Regions from separate parts of the Mus musculus genome. Here region 2 is linked to region 1. Evidence: chromatin contacts called from public promoter capture Hi-C data. All regions are on one chromosome and are shown on one strand. Each heading gives the region's core, a stretch centred on a gene start, on an enhancer-like site or on the middle of the called end of the contact. The rest is flanking DNA. Distances are from core to core; before and after follow the strand shown.

What was found. Promoter capture Hi-C pulls out the DNA fragments that hold promoters and counts their contacts.
Region 2: a contact with region 1 is called in a promoter capture Hi-C map of liver, with 4 times the contacts expected there. The contact joins the promoter of Snorc here to the promoter of Nmur1 in region 1.

What each region holds. Positions count from the first base shown.
Region 1 is chr1:86,386,254-86,389,661 of GRCm38.p6, reverse strand. It overlaps Nmur1 (neuromedin U receptor 1), which reads left to right and starts at 1,521. Exons shown (of 2, transcript NM_010341.1): 1 at 1,521-2,349; 2 at 2,949-3,337. The coding sequence starts at 1,521. The coding sequence ends at 3,337.
Region 2 is chr1:87,468,362-87,471,769 of GRCm38.p6, reverse strand. Snorc (secondary ossification center associated regulator of chondrocyte maturation) reads right to left here and starts at 1,569. Exons shown (of 3, transcript NM_028473.2): 1 at 1,359-1,569. The coding sequence starts at 1,431.

The sequences.
Region 1 (3,408 bases), core at 272-2,771:
CGGACTTCCTCTCTCTGGCTCTTTTTTTCTTTTCTTCTCACCTGTAAAATGGGATTGTTGTCTAGAAAAAGAAGACACTCTCAGCTCCGGGTGATTCCAACAGCTAGCTAGTATGGTTTGGATGCAGGTAGAGTCCTTTGGGAGTGGTCCTAAGTACTCCAAGCTCCGGGGTCAGCGTTGCCCTCTAGTGGCGATTTTGTGAACAACAGGCGAAGCAACCAGGAAGGCGGGGAGGGCAGCCTCTGTCAGGTCGCCTTCAGCTCAGCATCTATCTGTCAGTGGGAGCCAGGGCGCACAGGACCTCCTGGGCAGAAGGCATGGTAGGTGAGCGGGATACGGGCCCTGACAGGAGCGGCTCTCAGAGTGAGATGGGTGGAAAAACTCTGTGAGACATTTGGGGGTTGTGGGAGAGACCTCTCAGTTAGTCAGTTTATTTCTGTCATTTTTCTGATGACTGTCGTCTCAGCGCTGCTCTCTTGAACCTGGGCTGTCACCTGCCCATCCCCAGCTCCTCTCCGTGAGAGTTCCGAGAGTGAGAACTCCAGGTCTAGTAGGTGCAAAGAATATAAAATATTTAGACTGGGAGTGATTCAGGTGACAGAAAACAGAATCAAATTTGGGTCAAAGTACAGTTTTTTAGCTTTTTCACTCCTTCACTTAACCCCTACGGTGGCTTTCTCTTCACACCAAGGTCACACACAGCGTTCTGTATGTCAGGTCTGCCATGTGTCGATGCTTTTTGTGGATTAAATACCGGGATCTTGCACCTGGAGTTGGGGAGGTCAGGTCTGCCCTGGCAGTTGCTTTAGGAGCCCCGGCTCTTTAAAGACCAAGCAATACTGCAGTTGCACCCACTTTTCTGAGGTCCACATCAAGTGGCTCTCCTGAAGTCTGTCTTAAAAGGGAGACAGCCAAAGGAGATAGCCAAGCGTTCTTGGAAAAACCTGGCATTTCTTCAAAGATTCCAGTAGATTGTAAAGGGCCAATCTTATCATTTAAAAAGTATTTCATTTGTGTGTGTGTGTGTACTTGTGCATATATACTGTTTGCATGTATGTGTGTAGAGGATAGAGGATAACTCTTTGTTGTTGTTGTTGTTGATTGGTTTTTTGTTGTTTGTTTTTGTTTGTTTTTTAGACAGTGTCTCTCTCTGTAGTTCTAACTGTCCTGGAACTTGCTCTGTAGCCCAGGCTAGCCTCAAACTCACATGAGACCTGCCTGCCTCAGCTTCCTTCGCGTTGGGATTAAAGCTGCGCACTACCACTGCCCGGCCAATTTTATTATTTTCAAGGTTTGCACTCCGGATACTCTGTAGTTGAAATGCACTTTAGTGGGTGGCAGATGCTTTCTTTCCCAGTGGCATGTGACTAATCAGTCCTCTACAGTGTGATAACTTAGGACAGAGCTGGGATTACCTAAATGACTTCTGGGTATCTCCCCCTTCTATCCTACAGACTCCTCCCTGCCTCAATTGTTCCATCTTTCCTGGAGCGCTCTCCCCAAATGCTTCAAGGAGCCCCCTGGTCTGCAATATCAGTGAGTTCAAGTGGCCCTATCAACCTGAGGATCTGAACCTTACCGATGAGGCCCTGAGGCTGAAGTATTTGGGGCCACAGCAGATGAAACAGTTTGTCCCCATCTGTGTCACGTACCTGCTGATCTTCGTGGTGGGCACTCTGGGCAACGGGCTGACCTGCACCGTCATCCTGCGCAACAAGACTATGCGCACGCCCACCAACTTCTACCTCTTCAGCCTCGCTGTGTCCGATATGCTGGTGCTCCTGGTGGGCTTGCCTCTGGAGCTTTATGAGATGCAGCAAAATTACCCGTTCCAGCTGGGTGCGAGTGCCTGCTACTTCCGAATACTGCTCTTAGAGACCGTCTGCCTAGCTTCAGTGCTCAATGTCACAGCCCTGAGTGTGGAGCGTTATGTGGCCGTGGTGCGCCCACTCCAAGCCAAGTCTGTGATGACACGGGCCCATGTGCGCCGCATGGTGGGGGCCATCTGGGTCCTCGCTACTCTCTTCTCTCTGCCCAACACCAGCCTGCATGGCCTCAGTCAACTAACTGTGCCCTGCCGGGGGCCGGTGCCCGACTCAGCTATATGTTCGCTGGTGGGTCCCATGGACTTCTACAAGTTGGTGGTACTGACTACCGCACTGCTCTTCTTCTGTCTGCCCATGGTCACCATCAGTGTGCTGTATCTGCTCATTGGGCTGCGGCTGCGGAGGGAGAGGATGTTGCTCCAAGTGGAGGTCAAGGGCAGGAAAACCGCAGCAACCCAGGAGACCTCCCACAGAAGGATTCAGCTGCAAGATAGGGGACGGAGACAGGTGACCAAGATGCTGTGTAAGTCATTGTTGAGGAGAAAGCTGAGCTTCCTCCAGTCTGGGGAAGGAATTGAGCTTCCAGGGTATTGTTTGCTTGCTTGCTTGCTTGTTGTTGTTATTGTTTTGAGAAAGGGTTTCAGGGCTGGTGAGATGGCTCAGCAGGTAAGAGCACTGACCACTCTCCTGGAGGTCATGAGTTCAAATCCCAGCAACCACATGGTGACTCACAACCATCCGTAATGAGAAACTAATAATAATAATAATAATAATAATAATAATAATAATAATAATAATAATAAAACAAAAAAAACCTATGGGCCAGACTTAGCAGGGACCAGAGCAAGTGGGGCTTGGGGTGGAGGGAGCGAGGCCAGAGAAAGACAGAAAAGGGAAGAGGGAAAAAAAGAGAGAAGGAGTTTCTTTGTGTAGCTCTGGCTGTTCTAGAACTTGCTGTGTAGACCAGAGATTCACCTGCCTCTACCTCCAAAGTACTGGGATTAAAGGTGTGCACCACCACTACCTGGCTCTCCTGTCTGCTTTTCTAGGACCGGAAGATAGTGAGCTGTAGATGCAAACTCTAAGCATGATGAAGATCAAATCTCTTCTCTGTCCTTGCAGTTGCACTGGTTGTGGTATTCGGCATCTGCTGGGCTCCATTCCATGCTGACCGTATCATGTGGAGCCTGGTGTATGGACACTCAACGGAAGGCCTGCACCTGGCCTACCAGTGTGTCCACATTGCCTCTGGCATCTTCTTCTATCTCGGCTCAGCAGCCAACCCGGTGCTCTACAGCCTCATGTCTACTCGCTTCCGAGAGACCTTCCTGCAAGCCCTGGGCCTTGGAACCCAGTGCTGTCATCGCCGCCAACCCTATCATGGCTCCCATAACCACATCAGGTTGACCACAGGCAGCACCCTGTGTGACGTGGGCCACAGGAACAGCAGGGACGAACCTCTGGCTGTGAATGAGGATCCAGGGTGTCAGCAAGAGACAGACCCCTCCTGAATAAAATTTGGAAGGAGCCTTACCCACAAGGCCAGAGGGCCTCAGAAAGTCTGGGGAGCTACAAAAGTGGT
Region 2 (3,408 bases), core at 320-2,819, 1.1 Mb before region 1:
AAAGCTTCTGTGGGAACAGAAAGCCCACCCACTAGAGTTGTGTATGTATAATCTGACCGGGGCTCTGGCTAGAGGCTTAGGTTGGAAGAAACCTAACAGAAACCTGGACAGGAGCCACTAGGAAGGCTCCAGCTGCAGGGTCCTGCCAGGCAACAGCCTCACTGTGGCAGGAAGCGGTGTGGGTCTCAGCTCCAAGTCCTAGGCAATAGAAAATGCCTCCTCCCACTGTAAGTCCTAACTCAGGGGTACTTCAGGCTACATTACCGAGCACAGCTCCCACTCCAGAAGCTGGGTGTGTCCCAACATATGAGAAGAGATGGTTCTCCCCAAAATCCATTCGGGCTTTGAACCCTGCTCACACTCTGAACACTGAGTGTTGACTGGACATTTGGCCATCCTCAGAGCCCTGCATTGAGCCCTGGTGAGGCCTTAGCATCCCACTATGAGGGAGGCAGCGTAGTGGGTGCCACCTTCTACAGATTAGGAAATGGCCAAGAGAGGTATGAGCCAGGCTGGGCAGAGTCAGGTCTTTAGCTATTTCCTGGGGTGTTGAGGGGAGGTAGAACGGCCCACAGACCACCGTCACCATCCTGGGGTGTGGCCGCGAGTTCCGAGGCTATGCTTCTACCACAGAGGTGACTTCTTTCCTTTGTAGACACACAGACACCCCTAAAGTTCAGGCAGCAATGTTGTAAGACAACCAGGGAACCCAGAGGCCTTTCTGCAGACTACTGAACAACTGCGCGAGATTTATTTTCTCATAATCAAAGCCTATCTGTGCCTATGTCCCTGCTCTGAAGCAGACCCAGAGCAGGCCTGCCATGCAGTGTTTTTTTCAGACCCCAGAGAGGCCACCTAGGGCTCAGTCCAGTTTCCTCACTATCCTGCAAAAGACTCTAAGAAATATTTATCTCTATGGGGACAGCACCTAGGTCGTAAGTCAGAAGGAAAGGGTTTGCAGAATTTAAAGGAATCATGAGTCTCTGGGTTTTCTGCCCAGAGGGTCTCTGGCCTTTAGCCCTTTGCCTTATGTCTGATGAGTCCTCCAGCCTCCCAGGTCCAGAAGTCTCCAGGTGTTCTAGCGGCAAAGTATTACCCCAAGAACATCAGACAGCCAAATGTACCAGACCCTGATACCCAAGTCTTTTTCAATGGCCACCCATCCTGCTGCTAACATACATCATCTTACTCGGTTTCTACCAGCCAGCATTGTGGGAGTCTCCCAGAATCACCACAGCTGGGAATCCCACCTTGTGTGAGGGGCTTGTACCCCATAGGTACTGGAGGATCTGGTCCCAGTGGTAGTTATTGGCCCTGAGAAGTTGGTAGCAGCAGAGCTGAGGGCCTGCGCCCCTTACCTGTGAGCACCGCAGGGGCCAGGACCCCAGAGATGAGCAGCAGCGCCACGCGCAGGGCCAGACAAGATGCCATCCTGGCAGGGAGTGAGCAGTCTTATGGGACACAGAGGACTAGGCGGCTGGGCTCAGGCAGCGGGAAAGAGGCTTCAAAGAGCTGGGAAGGGTTTTCATCAATGCAAACTCTGTCCTCCTGGGACACCGTGCCCGCCCCTCACACATGCACGCGCATGCACACACACACACACACACACACACACACACACACAGAGAGAGAGAGAGAGAGAGAGAGAGAGAGAGAGAGAGAGAGAGAGAGAGAGAGAGCGCACTCAGACAGACCTGCAGTCCTGAACTACCAAACAGCCCCACCCTGGAGAGGAGAGGAGAGGAGAGGAGAGGAGAGGAGAGGAGAGGAGAGGAGAGGAGAGGAGAGGAGAGGAGAGGAGAGGAGAGGAGAGGAGAGGAGAGGAGAGGAGAGGAGAGGAGAGGAGAGGAGAGGAGAGAAAAGGGGAGAGAAAGGGAGAGAAGGGGAGGGGAGGGGAGGGGAGGGGAGGGGAGAGAGAGGGTTCCTTTCCTCTCTCTCTGTCTCTGCCCTGCTCCCCTCCTCTTTCTCTTCTCTGTCTCTCTGTCTCTGTCTCTCTGTCTCACTCTCTCTGTCTCTCTCTCTCTCTCTCTCTCTCTCTCTCTCTCTCTCACACACACACACACACACACACACACATATTCCTGGACTAGTGAAAGTACAAACTTTCCCAGCCTCCCAAGACAGGAGCCTCACCCAGGCACAACAAATGCCTTGAGCCACTGTGCTCAGGACTCTGGGAGACCCTGCTCAGGACCCTTCCACTGGCCCTTACTAAAGCTAAGGTTGTGAGGCATTTTCTATTAAAGCCCCTTGGCCAGCCGCTCTAGGCCCCTTCCAGGAAGGTCTCAATGCACAAGTCCTTCTCCCTGGCTCCCTTGTTCTTGTAGGCACTCTCCACTAATCCAGAGACTCAGTTTCACCTTTAAGCCTGGGCTTGGCTCAGAGTTCAGCTCACTACCTTCCCAACAGGTCTGACCAAGCACATTGGCCTCCTCAGCCTCTGCCTACACCCACAGATGGACTTCAACACACGCGCGCACACACACACACACACACACACACACACACACACACACACACAGGTGTGCTCACCCTGCAAGTTCCCCAAGTCTCTTAAGCCCCTGAGGCTCTGCTACTTCATAGTTTTCCAAACAAAAAGGCAAATTCCCTAGCCAGTCTTCCCTCTGCTTTCCTGCTCTCTCCCTATGTTCCAGCTGCTGGCCCCAACAATAGGGCTCCTGCAGGATACTAGCGTGGCTCCTGCCCCAGGGCCTTTGCACTCTATCTTCTTCCCTAGAAAGTAGTAGCTACACTCATCATCATGTTTCTCCAGGTCTGAGCTTGGTCAGTCAGCCTGTGTCCTGTCGTTGGGTCACTTTAAGGTTCTTCACAGCACTTACATTTTTATGAATTTTCATATCGCTCCCCCTTGTGTGTTCATTTTCAGAAGAGAAGCATGCACACGAGGTGCATGAATCAACCTTTCGTTGCTGTGACAAAGTGCCAGAGATGACTTTTTAAAAGAGTTTACTCTGGCTCATGGCTGCAGGTTTTATGGTCCTGGTCAACTTGTCCTGTTGCTTGAGCCTACGGAGAGGCAGAGCATCACAGTGGTGGCAGGGAACAGGGGAGGCTGCGGTTCTCACAGCAGAGGAAGAAAGGCAGGGAGACACACCTGGCTGGGGACAAGACACACTTTGAAAAGCATGCTGAGGTCTACTCCCAACCAGGTTCTGCTTCCTTCAGCTGTGAACCCATCGATGAAACAGCTAAGTCACTAATGAAGTTACCACACACATAATGCAATCTTTTCTCAATAGTGCCACCAGCTGGAGACTATACCTTCAACACACGAGCCTTTTGGGATGACACTTCATATCCAAATCATAAAAAAAAAAAATGTGCAGAAATTTTGTGTACAGGTCAGCGAACTCTTGTATCCATGTACATGTGTGTAATCTCTGCCCC